Linked DNA regions of Rattus norvegicus: region 1 is linked to region 2. The links are chromatin contacts, called in public Hi-C maps. All regions are on one chromosome and are shown on one strand. Each heading gives the region's core, a stretch centred on a gene start, on an enhancer-like site or on the middle of the called end of the contact. The rest is flanking DNA. Distances are from core to core; before and after follow the strand shown.

The links. A called contact is a pair of places that touch in the nucleus more often than the background predicts.
Region 1: a contact with region 2 is called in a Hi-C map of kidney, with 2.4 times the contacts expected there. The contact joins two enhancer-like sites. A contact is called at or near these places in 5 of 12 Hi-C or Micro-C datasets (Schwann cells, frontal cortex, kidney and 1 more).

Annotation. Positions count from the first base shown.
Region 1 is chr1:213,402,414-213,406,602 of GRCr8, forward strand. No RefSeq gene overlaps it. Among named protein-coding and RNA genes, the nearest start is that of Rps6ka4, 57 kb to the right of the region's middle. Within about 2 kb of position 2,243, at least 3 of the 93 cell types and tissues checked have an H3K27ac peak or open chromatin away from gene starts, as enhancers often do. A contact at or near this core is called in kidney, where this site is marked.
Region 2 is chr1:213,312,504-213,316,971 of GRCr8, forward strand. No RefSeq gene overlaps it. Among named protein-coding and RNA genes, the nearest start is that of Slc22a12, 33 kb to the left of the region's middle. Within about 2 kb of position 2,873, at least 31 of the 93 cell types and tissues checked have an H3K27ac peak or open chromatin away from gene starts, as enhancers often do. A contact at or near this core is called in kidney, where this site is marked.

The sequences.
Region 1 (4,189 bases), core at 993-3,492, 89 kb after region 2:
CAGAACCCGGGAGCTAGTATCCCAGAAGTAATGGGCAGGATGAGCATGACCCCTCTGGAGGAAGGACATATGTATCCCATACCATTCTTGTGGCTGAGGCCCAGTTACCCACCTACGTACCGGTCCATCGGCCTGCCCTTCCCATGACTTCCTCTATTACTACTTAACAACTAAATCTACTCTCAGGAACTGCTCCTGATGAGCCATGCCAAGATAACAGCACACACACACACACTCACACACACATGCACACACACACTCAGGCGTGCATGAGCACATATACACACACACTCAGATGTGCATGTGCATACACACACATACATGCACACACACATGCACACACACACACACTCAGGCGTGCATGTATACACACACACACTCAGGCGTGCATGTACGTACACACACACACACTCAGGTGTGCATGAGAACATATACACACACTCAGACGTGCATGTGCACACACACACACGCACACACACACACACACACACACACACACACACACAATGTACTGAAGTTTTAGAGATGAAAAGCCAACTTCTAAAGACAGGCAGAAAGCAGGAGAACCCAATCGAGATCTGTACAAACGTTTCTTACGTGGATACTGCTTAGGTTTTTGTCTACTTGACTCGAACCTAGAGAGAGGTTTGACTTGAGATCCTAAAGGCCAGAAGAAAGTCCCAGCCCTGGTAGCAACTGGGCTAGGTGAGACAGTTCACCGCCCTCTCCAAGGTGGAAGGGGTGAAATGGAACGGGCTCTACACAAGTGGCTGTATGCCCAGTTCAGTGCCTTGGGGTTGGTCCCAAATGACTGACAGGTCAGACGTGCAGAGGTGACAGTAGACACTCCTGAGCCTGTAGGAAGCCATCATCGCTACAGTGGCTGGAGATAAGGCTGACTGCTCAGTCCAACCCCAAAACATTAATAACCTCTGCCACACTGTGTACTCATCTTCTTGCTTCAGGCCCCTCCACTGGCCGACCCCGTATCCAGTCTTCATTTTCTCCAAACTTCTTATAGTGTGCTCTCTAGACACATGTCTATCCTGATAAGCCCCTAAGCCCCCAAGCACCCTCACCTGCCTCTGTCTTCACTAGCAGCAACGGTGACGTAGATCAGCAGGTTCCTCCTGGCACTCTGCCCATGGGCTGTTAGGACCACCTGGAAGACCATGTCCCAACAACTGGGGATCAGGTTCAATGTGGACTCTACATCCAAACAGTTCCCAGAAGATCTGGATAACCCACTGTGGGAACCCTGAAGCTCCACAAGTCCTCTGGTCCAGGAGAGCCAGTTGACAGTCTCTGCGGTGAAATCACAGCACCTGGTCCGAGGCCATGCCCTCCACAGGGGAAGATAGCACACAGTGTAGCCAGGGTGACTGACATTCTCTTCTATGGTGGGACTTTGGAAACAGTGTGGTGGTTTGAATGAAAATGACCCTTGTAGGCTCCTGTATTTGCATGCATGATTCCCCAGGTGGTGAAACTATTTGGGAAGGATTAGGAGGTGTGGCCCTGTTGGAGGAGGTGTGTCACTGGGCTTCGAGATTTAAAAGGCCCATACCATTCCCAGTTAGAGCTTTCTCTCTCTGCCTTGTGTTTATGGACCAGAATGTAAACTCAGTTACTGCTCCAGCGCCATTCCTGCCTGCCTGCTGTCATGCTCCCTGCCATGATGGTTGTGAACGCTAACCCTCTGGAACCCTGAGCCCTCATAGTAAATGCTTTCTTCTATAAGTTGTCTTGGTTGTGGTGTCTCTTCACAGTCATAAAAAAGTCATCAAGTCACACAGAATCTTTGTTCTCCCACCCTGTGTGAGCATCTGAGACCTATTTCAGAACAACAAAGCAAGGCGTTCCCACCCAACCCCGCTCTCCTCCCACCTTCCTCTCGCCCTCTTGTGCCTGAAAGTGTCCACAGCCACTCCTGCACCCTCCTCCCTTAACCATTCACAGATGTCACACACACACACACACACACACACACACACACACACACACACACACACACCTTAGACCCCTGAGAAGCTGTTCTTACCAATGATTAAGATAACTGCCTGAAGTCCATTGGTAACTCTTAAGAGAACAGTAAAAGCTTGACCTTGGTCCTATGGGAGATGTGATCACTCAACACTGTGTTTCCTCTGCTGCCTTCCACCTCGAGGTGGTACACGGCCAGGAGGAGCACTCACCCAAGACTGTGCTATGATCTTTGGACTTTCAGCCTTTGAGACTCCTCCCAATAAATAAATGTTAGCCTGCCTTGGGTGTTCCATTACCATAACAGCAAGTGGACTGATACAGGAGACTGCAGCAGGCTGGGAACTCAACCCTGTTCTCGGTCCTGAGGTCCTGCACCAAGTACTCTACCTGTCCTCTGTTGTGGAAAGGGAAGGTTTTCTTAGGTCCTGTCAGTGTTAATCAGCCCTTCCTCCCTTCTATGCATCCTCTGCAAACCCCCATTCCCAGCACCACCTCCTGTAGCTCTCAAATACCAGGAAATTGACTTACATTTTATCCTGGATTTTGTCCCTGGCCATTACAAGTAGTAGTGTGAGCAGCTATTCTGCCATCCTGCGGCACGGACCACCACCAATGAACTCCTCATCACCCATCACTGGAGAGGTGTCCATCTGCAGACCACCTCAATCTAGTTCACTTCCCAAGGCCCATCACCTGAGAAGGGTCCCATGAGCACAGATGCCCCTCTATGCAGGAATGCACAGCACAATCGGCTACACACCAAGCGCTACACAGAATGGATCCCTACCTCCCAATGCTTGGGAGAGGAGCCTGAGATCTAGAGGATACCGGTTGGGACAAGTCCCCAGAGGGTAAGGGCAAAGGACAGGGAAGGGAGGGGCTCAATAAACACTATGGATTATCTCTCTCAGAATGAGTGTTGAAGTTTAATCCCCATTATGAGAGATTAAGAAGATACAGGGCTCTGCCCTCCCAAGTGGATTAATCCACTCCCGTGATAAATGGATTGATGAGTTAATGGGTTATCTCTGAAGTGGCTCTGTTACAGAAGCCAGCTGGCTAGATCTCATGAGAACCCTGCCTCTTGCCATGTGATGCCCTGTGCTGCCTCGGGATTCTGCCAACAAGAATATCATAGATGCAGCCCCTTGACCTTGGACCAGAATCATGAACCAAAATTAACCTCCTTTCTTGATTGCTTCCCCAGCCTGTGGGATTGCGTTATCTGCAGCAGAAAAAGACAAAGACAAGGGATTTGGTCTTAGAGTTAAGTCCAGCCCTGGACATATTCACAGAGGCTTGGGGACATCAGCTGTACACTACATTTATCAAGATCTGACGGACAGTACAGCTTCCTGGCCATTGCATTAGTTAGCCATTGACTGTAGGCTGTATCCAGAGCCTGCCAGACCTGGTGGCTCCCTCCATGGAGGGGCCCTCACCACACAAGAGAGATCTGGTTGGGATGCCAGGAGAAACTACCAGACAGAGCACGTACGTCCCAGAGCTCAGCCGTCTCCTCTACTGCCTCAGGCTTACCCACTGATCAATCACCATTCCACTGTCTCTGGTGCGTGTCAGTCACCCGTCCAACATGTCCCCAAGTAACAAGGGACACAAATCAAGTTCTGAGAGATGCCTCACTGTGCTGACACCCTCCCGGCTTCCTGGGGGAAAAACAAAGAAACAAAAACCTTCTCCATCCCAGTCTACCTCTGGGATGCCACCCTGATGGAGTGAGGGGGTCATCTAGGAGCCCCCCTCCCGATGGCCAATTGGGTTCGAAGCCAGTGTTTCCTTAAAGCCTCCACTAAAAAGACTCAAATACGAGGTTCCCTTGCGACCCCAGCATGAGCTGCATTTGAGCCCTGAGCTGCGTCTCTCCCTCCCGCCCACATTTATCCTCCAAGTACTGCTCCTGCCCCCACCCCCAAACAGTGGTGCTACACTGGGAGCCGGAGCCAGGAACCAAGTGGCCGAGAGCGCCATCTAGTGGGTGTTACTAGAAGAGCCAGACCAGGACTGTGATCCATCCGCCCCTATGGCATATCACAGGCTAGGTAAGGTGCTGGACTGCAACAGAATTAAAGAAAAAAGATGGGGAAAGGACCAAGGTGCTTCCCTGGGGATGCCTGGAGGCCTGCTCCAGATGCCTCTACCTGTCACTAGAGGGACTGCTAGATCACTCAAGACACAATGTCAG
Region 2 (4,468 bases), core at 1,623-4,122:
CCTCCTCATCCCTGTCACTTTCCACCCCTGACCCTCCCAGGTTTCTGGCTGTGACTGCATTTTGTCTTCAGTCTTTCCCCCATGAAGAGATCACATCTCAGTGCTCCTTCACATGTGGAGAGGCCAAACCTGCCTTCCCATAGCGACTGGGCAACCGTATAATTGTTTTGTGTGTTGCTGTGTGGTGCATGTGTGTGCGGGTGCATGTGTGCATGAGTGTGTGTGTGTGTAGGTGCACATGTGGGGGTGCCCATATGAGGGTGCACGTGTGTGTAGGTGCATGTGTGTGCAAGTACACATGTGTGGGTATATGTGTTTATGGGTGCACATGTGCAGGTGAATGTGTGTGCAGGTGCATGTGTGTGTGGGTGCATGTGTGTAAGTGTGTGTGTAGGTGCATGTGTGTGCAAGTACACATGTGTGGGTATATGTGTTTATGGGTGCACATGTGCAGGTGCATGTGTGTGCAGGTGCATGTGTGTGTGGGTACATGTGTGTGGGTGCATGTGTGTGTGTGGGTACATGTGTGTGTCCCTGCTGAAGCTGTAAGCTGACATTAGGCATCTTTCTCAATCGGTTTATAGTTTGAGACAGGGTCTCTTACTGAAGCTGGAGTTCACTGATCCAGTTGGACAAGCTAGTCAATGAGTCCCAGCGACCCTCCCGTCCCTGCCCCTTAACACTGTCCACATGCATCCCTTTTTATATGGGCTCTGAGAATTTGCACCCTGGTCTTGAGTAGCATCGTCCCAACTGAGCCACCTCAGTTAGTCATGCAAGGCTGGGGAGGAGGGGAGCTATGCAGGACAGGTCTGGGGACCTGTACCCTGGTTACAGTCATGGATGTGAAAGTACTGTGGTCAGAGACCCCACCATCCACATGTGGCTCTGTGTCTGTGGCACTGGGTTCCAGGGACTGCCAGTGTGGATGGTGGAGGTGGTGGCTGTGAGGTGGCAGCTGCGGTGTGGGGCCAGGTGGGATGGAGATGGCCCGGAGGCCTCCAGGGTCAGCTTGGAAGGCTCCTCAGAGCTGTGGTCCAGCACAGACCCAGCAGAGGCCATCCAGGATGGCAGCTGAGAAGTTCTCCAGAAGCAGGTAAGAAGGTGTCATGGGGGTGAGGAGAAGGAAGGTGCAGACCGGCAGGACCCAGGAGAGCCCCACACTCCCAGCCCTGGCCAGAAGCTCCTTGAATATTATGGAGTTGCTGGTAGCCATTGGGCAAAAAAGGTGAGCAATGAGACCTGCTAGTCCTTGTCAGTCCTCTGATGCCACATGCCCCAGGCTCTTCTTGCTCTGTTGGTGCGGACCAGTGAGGAATAAACATTTCCTTGTCCTGTTTCCAGGAGCCTCTTTGGGATGTCCCAGCAGTGTGGAGGGAGAGAGGGCTCACTGGACTGGGTGTGGGATGGTAAAGCCCGTACCAGGTTAGGATGGAGAGGCTTGAACCCTCTCTGGCTTCTCTGGAACCAAGAGAGAAAAGCCAAACAGACATTTCCAACCCCCAGTGTAGGCTGTGTTGTTACTGAGTTCTGGCAACAGAGAGATTGGCTGTGGCCGCTCCTTACGTGGGATCAGTTAAAGTTCAACCTCATCCTGGGCTGCTATCCCTGACTCTTCTCACCCCAGAGTGGGGTGGGGCTGACCCAGCCGGAAACCATGGGCCTCGCCAGACCCAGTGAGTTCAGTGGCTGCTGCTGGCAGTCACGGCTTGTTTACTCACTTGGTTATTTGGGGGTATGTGTATGTGTGTGAGTATTTTCATGTGCGTGTAGGCGTGTGTAGTTCAGAAGATAACCTGCAGGGTTGGTGCTCTCCCGCCATTCTATGGAACCCAGGTATTAAACTCAGGTCCTCAGTCTTTCACACACCTAGCCACCTACCCAGATGGCTGTCTGAGGTTGTCTTTATCTGACTGAAATCTTCAGGGTGAAACCCAGCTGCCATTTATCAGCCTCTCTCCGAAGTCACCCAAGGGCCGGAGTGGATGCGTACCTGTGGAACTTCCCCAACTCTTTGGTCACCTGAAGTCAACTCATCTCCCACGATTCCTGAAAGGATGTAGCCAGCCTGACCCTAGTGTAAGTCTGAGCTGTGCCCCTTGGTGGCAGCTGTCCCTGTGTGTCCTCTTTCTCCTCTCATAGCCGCCTAAGAGACAAACAGGAGTTCACCCCCTCCTACAAGAAAATGAGGCTCAGAGAGGGCAGGCAACTTGGCCAAGGCCACACTGCCAAGCTCAAATTCAAACCAGACACCAAAGCCTAAACTTTCCCAGATGCCCCGAGGGCAGTGGCTGAGTGGCCCCCAGTTGGTCCCATACAGGATATGGGTCGGAATCTCAGCCAAGTCACAGCCCTGGGTGTCTGAGTAGGTTCTGGAGAAAATTGTGCATGGGTGAGGACCCTGAACTTCCAGGAGCCTCCCTTGTGCATTTGGGGATCAATGTAGAGCCTCAGCAGGGGCTCACTGTGCTGCCTAGCAGATCCAGAGAGATGGAGTAACCAGGCCAGAGGAGCGCATGGGAGGTGGTGGGAGAGGGTTAGACCAGCCACAGGGCCTGGTACCTGGAGTTAATCTTGAGGCATGGCCTCAAATTCCTGGCCCTCTGGTTTTTAGTTTGTGAAACAGAGCAGTGTTTGCAAAACAGGCTGGGTTCGCATGCACAGCACTGCCCTGCCCCTGAGCCTCTGGAGCTTCTGCTGTGCTGAGAGTCTCTTGGCTCCAGGAGGCTGAAATCCAAAGCATGTGGGGAGGAATTTATTTCCCTTCCAACTCCCTTCCTGCCCTTTGCCTGTCACGGACTCCTCCAGGCTTGGCTAGCAGAAGGTCAAACCTCCAGGATTTGCCAGAAGGCTCCCGGAATCTCCAACTGACTTCCCTGTCCAAGCCAAGGAATTTTTAATTTGTATTTTCTGCTTTTCTAGGGCTGCTGGGGGCAGGGCCTCTGTGCTGCTGCCTCGCCACCTGGTGGTCACATCCGGAACTGCAACATTTCTGAGTGCGGGGGGGGGGGGGGGTTGGGGGTGGGGGGAGGGCGCCGAGCACGCCCTGGGCCCGCTGTGAGGTTGTGGCTCTCACCTCTCTGGGGTCTCAGTAAACTCGTTGGGATGAGGTGAACACCTGTTCTTCACAGAACCAGGCTCACTTAAGGGCTCCCCTCAAGGAAACCAAAGGCTTTCAGATGAACTTACTAGTTCCTGCCCTCAAAGACAAGGTCTCCTACTTAAAGTGGTGAGGGTAAATGAGATAATGAACCAATAAACACTTACTTCCACCCCCCCCACTACTACCCACCACCACCTCCACCATCACCGTCATTATCACAGTTATAACCATGTCATGTCAACCACCATAATCTGTCATCACCACCACCACCATCACCACCATCATCACCATCACTACCACCACCATCACCACTACCACCATCATCATCATCACCACCATCATTACCATTATCACCATCATTACCATTATCATCACCACCACCACCACCATCACCACCACCACCACCACCACCACCATCACCATCACCACCCATCACAATCTTTACCACAACCACCACTGTCACCATCACCCAGCACTACCTCCACTGCTGCCATCATTCCTGTGAGTATCACCATCTTCAGCACCATCGACACATCACCGTCACCTCTGTTACTGCTCTCTCACTACCATCACCATGGTGGCTACTAATACCATCACCGTCATCCCGGGGACCCCCACTGCTTCTCTTTGTCTTTGCCAGCTGAGGCTGTAACCAGGCAGACCCAGTCCTGCTCCTCAGAAGGCAGGGACAGGACACTGCAGCGTCTCTCACTCTGGCGTCCACTCTGATCCGTTCCCAGCCCATCCTTGTGAGCAGACCTGGCAGAAAGACAGCAACAGTCACCACGAAGGCCACCAGCTTCCCAGTCAGACCGCTGGGCAGGAGGTACTGATGGGCCATGGGTAGGGCATCCATGCTGGTTCTTCGCTTTCCCCCTCCTTGAGGGCATCACTTCAGAGACCCCTGGAGCGTCAGGAGCCCACTGCTGTACTCTCTTCAAATCCTCTTCACTCTTGGCCAGCAGCACTTCAGGTGGATCTTGTGTCACAAAACTTCATCTTTTCAAACCTTCCAGAATTCATTCACATAGAAGCTTTTTTTTTTTTTAAATAAAAAAAAGAAAGATGGAGGAAGGAAGTTTCATACTCAATCCTTAGTCCTCTTTCTTTTTGGGGGGCGATGCAGGGTGGAAGCCTGGTGCTCTACCATTGAGCCATACCTCAGCCCCTGTCCCTCTGTGTGTGTGTGTGCGCGCGCGTGCGTGTGCGTGTGTATGTGGGGGAGGATGCTGGGTGTCAATCATTCTCCACTGTGTTCCCTTGATACAGTGTCTCTCTGAACCTGGAACAAGGCTGTCAGCCACCAAGTCAGGAATCCTCCTGTCTCTGCCTCCCCAGTGCTGAGATCACAAGTGCTGCTCTACC